Regions from separate parts of the Sus scrofa genome. Here region 1 is linked to region 2. The links are chromatin contacts, called in public HiChIP or PLAC-seq maps. All regions are on one chromosome and are shown on one strand. The core of a region is the stretch at or near the end of the contact, and the rest is flanking DNA. Distances in the headings are between cores, read along the strand shown.

The links. HiChIP or PLAC-seq counts read pairs in DNA pulled down with a chosen protein or histone mark.
Region 1: an H3K27ac HiChIP or PLAC-seq map of alveolar macrophages shows a contact between it and region 2. The contact joins the promoter of RXFP4 here to the promoter of PMF1 in region 2. A contact is called at or near these places in 1 of 47 Hi-C or Micro-C datasets (retroperitoneal adipose tissue) and 1 of 2 datasets of contacts at active chromatin or transcription factors (alveolar macrophages).

What each region holds. Positions count from the first base shown.
Region 1 is chr4:94,081,462-94,086,697 of Sscrofa11.1, reverse strand. RXFP4 (relaxin/insulin like family peptide receptor 4) reads left to right here and starts at 1,603. Exons shown (of 1, transcript NM_001005844.1): 1 at 1,603-2,724. The coding sequence starts at 1,603. The coding sequence ends at 2,724. It also overlaps a transcript of ARHGEF2 not described here.
Region 2 is chr4:93,834,978-93,840,083 of Sscrofa11.1, reverse strand. PMF1 (polyamine modulated factor 1) reads left to right here and starts at 3,298. Exons shown (of 5, transcript NM_001123163.1): 1 at 3,298-3,461. The coding sequence starts at 3,301. SLC25A44 (solute carrier family 25 member 44) reads left to right here. Exons shown (of 4, transcript XM_001928054.5): 4 at 403-3,080. The coding sequence ends at 594.

The sequences.
Region 1 (5,236 bases), core at 354-2,853, 250 kb before region 2:
AACATGGCCCTGAGAGACAGAGTGATTGGCATGAAGTCACGCAGGAGCACTCCCTGAGGCCAGCAGGTGACCCCTGGGGCTCACCTGAACTTGGGCTGGGCACTCCCCTTCTGCTAACCACTTCACACGTATCCCTTGCTGAAGGACCCAAACATCCTGGCACGCAGTCTGGATCTCTTTCACCTCTGGGCTTCTCCTATAGGGTTCCTCAGACCAGCTGTTGATTATCCTGACAGGGCTCCTCTCCTCCCCCAGCATTCAAGGGAACTGAACATCAAACATCTTAATGGGTTGGCACAGGGCAGGAAGGTGTTGAATATTTTGGAATCCTTGAAAAAGCATTATTCCTTTATCTGCACCCTGCCCTCCACACCCCCATCTCCTCTCCTTTCTCTCATCACAGCAAATTCTGCAACGGTTAGGGCTATGGGCACAAAAGGGAAGGACCCATTGAGGCATTTTTTCCAATTAGGACTGAGATCATGAGGAGACAGGATGGGGTGTGGTGAAGGTGTATCTCAGCATCCGCAGCTCTGAAACGCGGTTTGGGGGTTGGAGGAGAGAATGGAGGCACCATTGACCTCAGATTAGAGCAGGAAAGTGTGAAATGGCTGTGGGCGTTAGTGATCGAGGCTAGCAGGACTTCTTAGCAGGAAGAGAACCAAGGGCATGCCCCAGGGCCACTCAGGTCCTCATAGGCTGCATTCCCAGTGGGGAGGGAACAGGAAGCTGTGACTTCCTCTCCCCTTTTCTTCCCTGCTTTTAGCCTCAAGGTCACTTGCTGCTGCAACGAATTCCAACCTGTGTTTTCGTTGGCGCTGTTCCCTGGCCATGGTGTTAATAACTGCTTAGTACCTTGCTCCCTTCTGCCACAAAGGCCCCCAACTTTTCCTTTGAAATAATAACCATTTGTGCAAATAGCAAGGCACAAAGTGCCCTTTCATATGTGTCATCTCATTTTATCACACTAATCCCGTGAAGAGAGATTTTAATTTGAAAAATTTAAGTAAGGAAACTGAGGTTCAGAGGAGGGAAGAAATTCACTAAAGTCACAGAGTGGTAGTAGAATTGGGACTCCAGAGCCTTGCCTGCCCCTACGCCCCCTCCCAGCCCACCTCCCCAGGTGCCCAGGGAGCACTTTCTGCAGAGAAGGGGGCCCCTGAACAGTTAGGAATAGAGGGGGTTATAGTTTGGTTCCTGCCATCCCTCAGATGGGGTATCTCTGGTCCCCTCCCTGGGTGGAGGCTTGGGGCTGCCCTTCATAGTGGGATAATTTCCCCTTCCCCATTCCCTCTCTTCTGCATGGAGACACACGCACGCACGCAGGCACGCACGCACGCACGCACTTATCCCAGGGTTCTGGTCCTCCCTCACCCTGCCCCACCCACCCCAAGACCAACAGAGAAGAGGCAGGTTGTCCCTCCAGGACCCGCCCTATGAGGTATGACCGTGGGCTGGGCCTCCAGGCAGCCAGAGGCCCCAGAGAAGCAGAGAAGCGCTCAGATCTACAGCAACCTGCAGAGCGCCCTAGGCGGCCCCTACCAGCCTGGCAGACACTCGCTGGCCCCTCTGCCCTGCACCACTGACATCTGATGCCCTGCGATGCCCACACCCAATACCTCTGCCCCCCTGCCCGCTTTCTGGGTCAATGCGTCTGGAGGCAGCGTGCTGAGTGCTGATGATGCAACGATGCCTGTTGGATTCCTAGCCCTGAGGGTCATGGTTGCCCTGGCCTATGGGCTTGTGGGGGCCGTCGGCTTACTGGGAAATTTGGCTGTGCTGTGGGTGCTGGGTAACTGCGCTCGGAGAGCCCCTTGCCCACCTTCTGACACTTTTGTCTTCAATCTGGCTCTGGCAGACCTGGGGCTGGCACTCACTCTTCCCTTCTGGGCAGCTGAGTCGGCGCTGGACTTCCACTGGCCCTTCGGAGGTGCCCTCTGCAAGATGATCCTGACAGCCACCGTCCTCAACATCTATGCCAGCATCTTCCTCATCACGGCGCTGAGTGTTGCCCGATACTGGGTGGTGGCCATGGCTGGGGGACCAGGTACCCACCTCTCGCTCTTCTGGGCCCGTGTGGCCACCCTGGCAGTGTGGGTAGCAGCTGCCCTGGTGACGGTGCCCACGGCTGTCTTTGGGGCTGAGGGCGAGTTGTGTGGCGTGCGGTTGTGTCTGCTGCGCTTTCCCAGCAGGTATTGGCTGGGGGCCTACCAGCTGCAGAGGGTGGTCCTGGCCTTTATGGTGCCACTGGGCATCATCACCACCAGCTACCTGCTGCTGCTGGCCTTCCTGCGACGGCGGCGACAGCGACGGCAGGACAACAGGGTTGTGGCCCGCTCCATCCGCATCCTTCTGGCTTCCTTCTTCCTCTGCTGGTTCCCCAACCATGTGGTCACTTTCTGGGGTGTCCTGGTGAAGTTTGACTTGGTGCCCTGGGACAGCACTTTCTACACCATCCATACCTATGTCTTCCCTGTCACCACCTGCCTGGCACACAGCAACAGCTGCCTCAACCCTGTGCTGTACTGCCTCCTAAGGCGGGAGCCCCGGCGGGCCCTGGAAGTCACCTTCAGGGACCTGAGAGCAAGGCTGTGGCCGCAGGGCCGGGGCTGGGTGGAACAGGTGGCCCTAAAGGAAGTGGGCAGGCGGTGGGAGGAGATCACCCCTAGGGATGGTGGCCCTTCTGCCATGCCCACCAACCGGGACAAAGGGACAGCTGGGTGAAGGGAGCAAGCTAATCCCCCTCTTTCTGGGGGTCTGCCAGGTCAGGTGCAGGATCCACGCATCCCAGGGAGAGAAAAGCTGGCTTCTCTGCTGTAATGTAACGCTCTCAGGGAGAGTCTGATCTTTGATCCCCAAGTCTGGCAGTGGGAGAATGGGGGAGGCCGGGGCCCAGATCAGGGCTGGGTAGGAAGAACCAGAAGTCTCCACGTGGAGATGGGAATGAAGAGGATCTGAGAATAAACCTCTGGAGCATCCACAAAGTGTGTGCACCTTTCATCCTGGTTCCACCTCCAGGTCAGTGTGGCCTAAAGGATTCTTTGTCCCGTGTCTGCCTCCTGTGAACTTTTCTAGGAAATTTTCCCTAAGGGTCCTAGGCTAATTGGCTCTATCCTCTCCATCCCACCTCCCTCACCTCAAATGGGTGTACCCTTGTCCTTCTTCTGGTGTTGGGGCCAAATGTGGCCTCCTCTGGCCATCTCTACCTTCTTACCATCTCAGTAGTGCCCTCAAAAACTTGGTGCCCACAGACACCTCAGCTGCAAAAGCTGTAGTTCCCCCTGCAGGGAGATGCCTCGTGTGGGGTCATGCTGGATGCCTAGCTCCAGCCAAGCCTGGAGTGCAAACCCCTGTTGCTGGCTGGGCGTAGCCCATGCGTTTCTCCTTAAATCAGGATTTGGGAGGAAGAAGAGAAGATAAGGACAGGCCAAGGATGAGGGTGGGGCATAAGGAGGTGAGAGATTGGAGAGCGCTTGGGAGGAGGGGAGGCCGAAGGTGCAGCCAGAGGAGAGGAAACCACAGAGAGCAGTGCTAGTCTTTCTCCTACCTCAAGTGCTTAGCTCAGAGCATCAGCTCAGGGGTTGAAACACACCCGGCTTCACATTCTAGCTCTGACACTAGCCAGCTGAGGGACCTGGGTAAGTTAGTTGACCTCTCTGTATGTTTTCTCAACTGTAAAATGGGCTGTTAAGGGGGTTCCCATCATGGCTCAGTGGTCATGAACCCAACTAGGATCCATGAGGATGTGGGCTTAATCCCTGGCCTTGCTCAGTGGGTTAAGGATCTGGCATTGCTGTGAGCTGTGATGGTGTAGGCTGGCTGCTGCAGCTCTGATTTAACCCTAGCCCAGGAACTTCTATGTGCCACAGATGTAGCCCTAAAAAGAAAAAAAAAAAAAAGGCTGTTAAGTATTTAACAGTGCCCGAAATGGAGTTTCACTATTATTCTTACACCCTATGTAAAGCAGAGACAGTGAAAAAGGAGGCAATAAAGGGGCACCTGGGAGACGGGGACAGGGAGTCATAAAGGTTTTGTCTGGACTTTCTACATGCTCTAGAGTGAAATGAAGGTTTCACATAAAGAACTGAGTGAGGGATTGGCCAGCCCCTCAGGCCCCTTTAGAAAGCATGCTCTCCAGGGCAGCGGGTTCCCCTTTGGTTTCTGTATCCATAGACACCCAGCAATGACGGAGGTTAGCCATCAGAAGGGACTTTCAGGGGGGACAGCTCCTGGAGAGGAGGGAGATGGCAGAGGGAAGACGGGGTGGAGCTCCCACTTCCATTGCCCCACCCCAAGCTCTGGCACGTCTTAAAACCCAGGAGGACTCTGGCCACTGGAGATCCCAGAGCAATAGCTGGACACGGCACCTCCTGAGTGTGTGGAGCCCCCTCTGGAGAAAGGCACTTACTGCACCAGCTCCATCCAGCTGCTGAACAGAAGAGACTCTGAAGAGCCACCTAATTCACAACATATTAGGCAATGTTAAAGAGATTTAATTAGCCTTCTGATGTTTAATTTCCTCTCTTTGATGTTTAAACTGGTTCCAAAACTCCAGGTCTAATCCCAGCCAATTCAGGATGGAAAATCCTCCCCCACCCAAGTGCCCCCTCTTGCCACCCCCTGCAGCTCCTCTGATGGCCCTGCTGGGGCTCCCGGATATTGGCTCCTCTGGGGGCATCCTGCTTTATGGGCTTTATGGAACCCTGAGGTAAATATTGACAAGGTTTAAACAGGCCCAAGTGGGAGGTGAATGCAAGGAGGCGAATGCATGCGTGCGTGCGTGCAGACCCACCCTCCGGGATAGGGGACAGGAGGCGCAGGGGAGGGTACAATGGAAAGGAAGCATTGCTGTGGCCAGAAGCTGGGCCCTGGCTCCCTGCAGCCCAAGTCAGAGAGCTCTGAAACTGCCAACAGGAGGGACAGGGAGTAAGACTGCATTTCCAAAAATGGGAATAGAGAGGGGACAGTGAATACAGTGGTGGAAGATGTGAGAGAAGAACTAATCTCTCAGAACCACCATGTTGGAGAAATGTATGTCAGGTTTTAGACCAAGGATGAGGCAGGGATTTTGGTCAAAGGGTGGCAGGAGGGACAGCCAGCTCTCCCACAAGCTGTGGGCTTCTCTGAACCCATGCTCTGGGCTCTGCATCTCCAGGTTTCTCTGTTTTCCCCCTGACCACCATCCTTCACTGGAACTGCGAATGCTGGCGGAGCCTACAATCCCTTCCTTGGTGGT
Region 2 (5,106 bases), core at 2,049-4,548:
TAATGATATTAATAATAGCTAACATCTATTGAATACTTACTCTCCACCAGGCACTGTTCTCAGCATGTACAGGTATTCTTTTGTTTACTGCTTAGAACAACCACGGGGGGTAGGTACTATTATCACTATTTTATATTTGAGGGAACTGGGGTGCAGAGTGTTAAGTAAACTACCCGAGGTTATACTGTTAGTCACTTGGGGAGCAGATTCAACCAGGCAGTCTGGCACCAAAGTCCTTACTCAGTCACTGTGCTGATCTGTCCTGCAGAAGCAGAATCCAGCCTTCTGACTCCCAAGTCTAATTCTTGCCACTTCAGCCTAAGGCAGAGGAGATGAAGCAGAGGGGCTTTTTGACTGCTTGGTCAAACACTCCATGGTCCTCCACTGTGTTGACTTTTCCAGGTTGAGGGAAAGAACTCCATCATCCTGACCTTCCGACAGCTGATGGCAGAAGAGGGGCCTTGGGGCCTCATGAAGGGACTCTCTGCCAGAATCATCTCAGCCACGCCCTCCACCATTGTTATTGTGGTGGGCTACGAGAGCCTCAAGAAACTCAGCCTCCGACCTGAGCTGGTGGACTCAAGACACTGGTAACCAGTGGTGGGGAGAGAAGCCTGCTGTTTCCCACACTATGCGCTGGGGGCAGAGAGGAGACCATAGCACCCTCTCCAAGTGCCCCCACCACTACCTAACTCTGCCCTGGGCCAGGTGGCCTCTCTGGGACAGGGACAGAGACTTCGAACTGCTCTTGCTGAAGAGGCTCCACACCTGGATCCCCTGCCCCCATTATTTTTAATTTTCTTGCCAAACTGGGCTCCCTCACTAGTCCAGGTACTCAGTCCTGCCCTAAGGAAACCCACCCTCCCTGCAATCCCACTCCATCCATCCTCTGCTAACCCTTCTCTCCCTTCTCCCTCCATCTGCACCCCTGAGATCCTGAGAAGAGCTGTACACAGAGCTTGCTCACTGCTACTGGTTCTTCTTCTTGGGCTTTCAGCCCAGATTCCAAGCAGCTGCTAGCAGCCCTTTCTTGCTTCATCCCTTAGGGTAGTATGTTTTTCTTTTGGGACCGAGCTTCCCACCAGACTACTCTGCTTTTCCCTGCCACTGGGGGCAAGGTGCCAGGCACTTTTGCACAGGGAGTAGGAGCAGCAAAACCTCTGGTTCTCCAGAGCACTCGTCCTCTCTTTGGAGAGTTATTAGGTTGGAGAGAGATGTTGATACTTTATTTTGTGTGTGTATTTTTCTGTTAACCAAGCTACTGTCTTAGTCCTGCTAAAGCACCAGTCCTGCAATCAGAGCCCACCCCTTCCTCAGACAGGTGGGAAAATGTAATGTAGCTTTCCCTCAATCTCAGTTCCTATCCGTCCCTCCCAGTCCCTTGAGTCCAAGCAGTCCCAGGACATATAAGCTGTTGTTTTCCCCTAGCCCACATGACTACAGTAGTGGACACAGCTCTACGTAGATCAGACTGTCTGGGGCACACTGGACTTGGAGCACTACCCTGTAAAGTCAGGTTTAGAGAGTAGCTGGTTTGGAATGTGATTGAAGGGTATGTGCGTCCCAGCGTATCTCCTTCGACCAGCTGAGCCAAACCTAGGACAGGGCAACGAGCTTCTCAGCCCCAGGCAGTCATGACATACACATATATACCCTAATCACTGCGACTCACAGAAACAGATGTTGTCTCACAATGGGACTCTCTGAGATGGGAAACCTTCCTTCTCCCCGATGTGAGGCATCATCCCAGTCATGGTACCCTCTGGAGGAATGCTTAAAAGAGAGTAAAGAAAAAAAGAGAAAGAGTGAAAAAGAGAGTGGGTCAGGAAGTTCCCCAATTCCAGGACCACCGCGTTTACCAGCCCGATACTGCCAAGATTACCTGTTGAAGCTCTCAGGAGTTAGATGATGAGCACCTCTTCCCTGCCTCATCCTCCCCCCAACACACACTTCCTCTACCAAGCCTGTGTGGCAGGTGAGGAGAGATGCAGCAGATGGATTGAGAAGAAGGCCTATCAAACCCGTCACTTCTACTTGAGACATCTGGCCTGGATGACCCTTCAAACTTTCTTATTGGTCCCACCCCCTGGGAAAGGCCATGGTGCCAATTTGAAAGGTGCTAGCTACCTGAAGCCTTGATATTTCTTATGGCTGCCCCACATTCTGTCCCCCCAGGCCAGATCAGAATCTGAATTCTCTCCTTCACCACCACCACTGCCCACCTTGGGCTCTTACCTTTAAGAGTTATGTTCCCTTTCACTTATTTTTGTTTCTCTCTCCTTGCACTTTGTCAAGAGTCCTCCAATTTCTACTCACAAATGGTCATCCAAAGTATTTCACCCAGAGATCATTTTGCATCTTCCTGCTCTTAGTAACTCCTTTGCCCTAATAACCACCAACATAATAGAAGCCAGGGGTCCCTCATTTCTCTTTAATCTCACTCCTAGTGAGACCTTTAGAGACTGGTTTTCTTAGTGCCACACCTCCCTTCCCTAGAGACTTGTTTTCAGTCCTTCCCCACTATTGCAAAGTGGGTAAAGTATCATGGGTAGGAGGTAGTTTCCTGCTTCTATCTTAGAATGTTTCTCCCTCCCAGACTTATCCATAATTTTTTCGTTCTATATTTTTTTGTACAGTATGTCAGTCTTTCACCTGTTGTCTCTGTCTCTCTCTCTCTCTCTCACACACACACACACACACACAGTTTTAAAGGATGATGTTCTTAAACTAAAGGGACCCCTGGCCCCTACTTTCCCATCTACTATTTTAAGGACTGGGTTTGAGTGGTTAAAATATGTCTTGGTAGGGATGGGAGAATGGGCTTCCATTTTCCCAGGACAATGGACCGAACCAGCTGGAATTTTTGATGTATTGGTCCGTAGCCAAATTGGAAGAAACTTTCTGGAGACTGCACAAGACCGGAAACCTGATGGGAGGATTGGAGGACACAGGGGAATAAAAATACAGATGCAATTAACATTTGATACAGTGGACTCTTGTGAATATTAACAGCGAACATTCACTGTTGCACTGTACGAAGTCTTTCAAGTGTAATTAAACGTTTTTATTGAGTCCCTGAACTTTGCGCTTATTTTCCCGCTTGCCGAGAAATTCGTACTTCAGTGTCCAGTTGTTTTCGTGTTTAATTCTCCCGCCTCCGACAGTTTCCCCACCCCGCCGGCGGCTCGGTGATAGACATCCCGCTGCTTCCAATCGAAGGCGCCAGTGCCAGGAGCGGCCAATCGGGAGCTTGTGGGCGGGGCGGACGGGCCGGTTAAGGTTTGGCGGTTCTAGTTCAACATGGCCGAAGTGAGCAGCGTCAACGTAGCCAGCGGCAGTGAGGAAAAAGGGCCTGAAGGGTTGTCTCAGGAACTTCCGCGCCCTGGTACTACCATTTCAAGGGTGAAGCTTTTTGACACCATGGTGGACACCTTTCTCCAGAAGCTGGTCGCTGCTGGGAGGTAAGGTGGAAGAAATGAGGCTGTGGACAAAACTCTCAGCAGGTCGAAGCCGAGAGAGGGTTTATCCCGCCAGAGTCTAAATCCCGCGAGGCCAGGACGGCCAGACGGGAAACAGCTCAGTCACTTTGGTCTCGGAGTTCGCCGGTTATTTACAATCCTGTGTCTCGAGGTTATTGACTGGCCGACACGCAATTCCTGTGTCTCGGAAAGTCACGTGATGTTTACCAATACAGGTTATGTGAGGGCAGGCCTGGGACAAGTAGCTACTCCTTCCTCCAGTAGTTCTGTCCACAAGTGGTTGAGAGGAAAAGGTACAGGCTTTAAAAGCCGGGTGCACATCATGGCCCAGCATAAAGTGAGCGAGACTTAACTGCTCTGTGCCTGTGTTGCTCATCAATAAAATGGTAACAGTAGTACCTTTCTCATAGGGTCTTTTTGAGGCTTGAGTGGATACACGTCTCTTTTAGAACAGTGCCGGCCACTTGCAGTGTTAGCGTTTTAGCTGTTATTATGTAAATAGTAATAATACCTTCACTGGGTGGTTGTGAGGACTTGATGTCTTACATTTTACTTTTTTTTTTTTTTTTTTGTCTTTTTGCCTTTTCTAGGGCCGCACGCGTGGCATATGGAGGTTCCCAGGCTAGGGGTCTAATCGGAGCTGTAGCCGCCGGCCTTCGCCAGAGCCACAGCTACGCCAGATCCGAGCCGCGTCTGCGACCTACACCACAGCTCACAGCAACGCTGGATCCTTAACCCCCTGAGCAAGGCCAGGAATTGAACCCGCAACCTCATGGTTCCTAGTAGGATTTGCTAGCCACTAAGCTATGACCGGGAACTCCTTGATTTTTACTTTTTTTTTTTTTTCAAGAGGATAGAATTTATTTGAAGCGTATTTTTGACTACAGTGGCATGAAACTGAAAGTCAACCACAGGAAAACAATTGGGACAGAAAAAAGAAAATTACATGGAGACTAAAACATGCTACTAAAAACCAATGGGTCAATGATGAAATAAAAAAGGAAATTAAAAACAATACCTTAAGGAGTTCCCATAGTGGCCCAGTGGTTAATGAACCCAACTAGGATCCATGAGGATGTGGGTTCAATCCCTGGCCTCACTCAGTGGGTTAAGGATCTGGCGTTGCCATGAGCTGTGGTGTAGGTCACAGACACGGCTCGGATCCTATGTTGTGGCTGTGGCTATGGTGTAGGCCAGTGGCTACAGCTCCAATTGAACCCCTAGCCTGGGAACCTCCGTATGCTGTGGATGTGGCCCTAGAAAGACAAAAAGACAAAAAAAATACCTTGAGACAAATGACAGTGAAACTTGATTTTTACTTTAAATAAACTTTTTTTTTTTTTAATTTTATAGCCACTCCCGAGTTAAATGGAAGTTCCTGGGCCAGGGATTGAATATGAGCCCAGGGACAACAGTGGATCCTTTAACCCACTGCACCTGGGATTGAACCCGCACCTCCGCAGTGCCCCAAGCCCCTTCAGTCGGATTCCTTTTTTTTTTTTTTTTTTTTTTTCTTTTTACAGCCGCACCTGTGGCATATGGAAGTTCCTGGGCTGGGGATTGAATTGATTCTGCAGCTGCCGGCTTATGCCAGAGCCTCAGCATCTCCAGATCTGAGACACAGCTG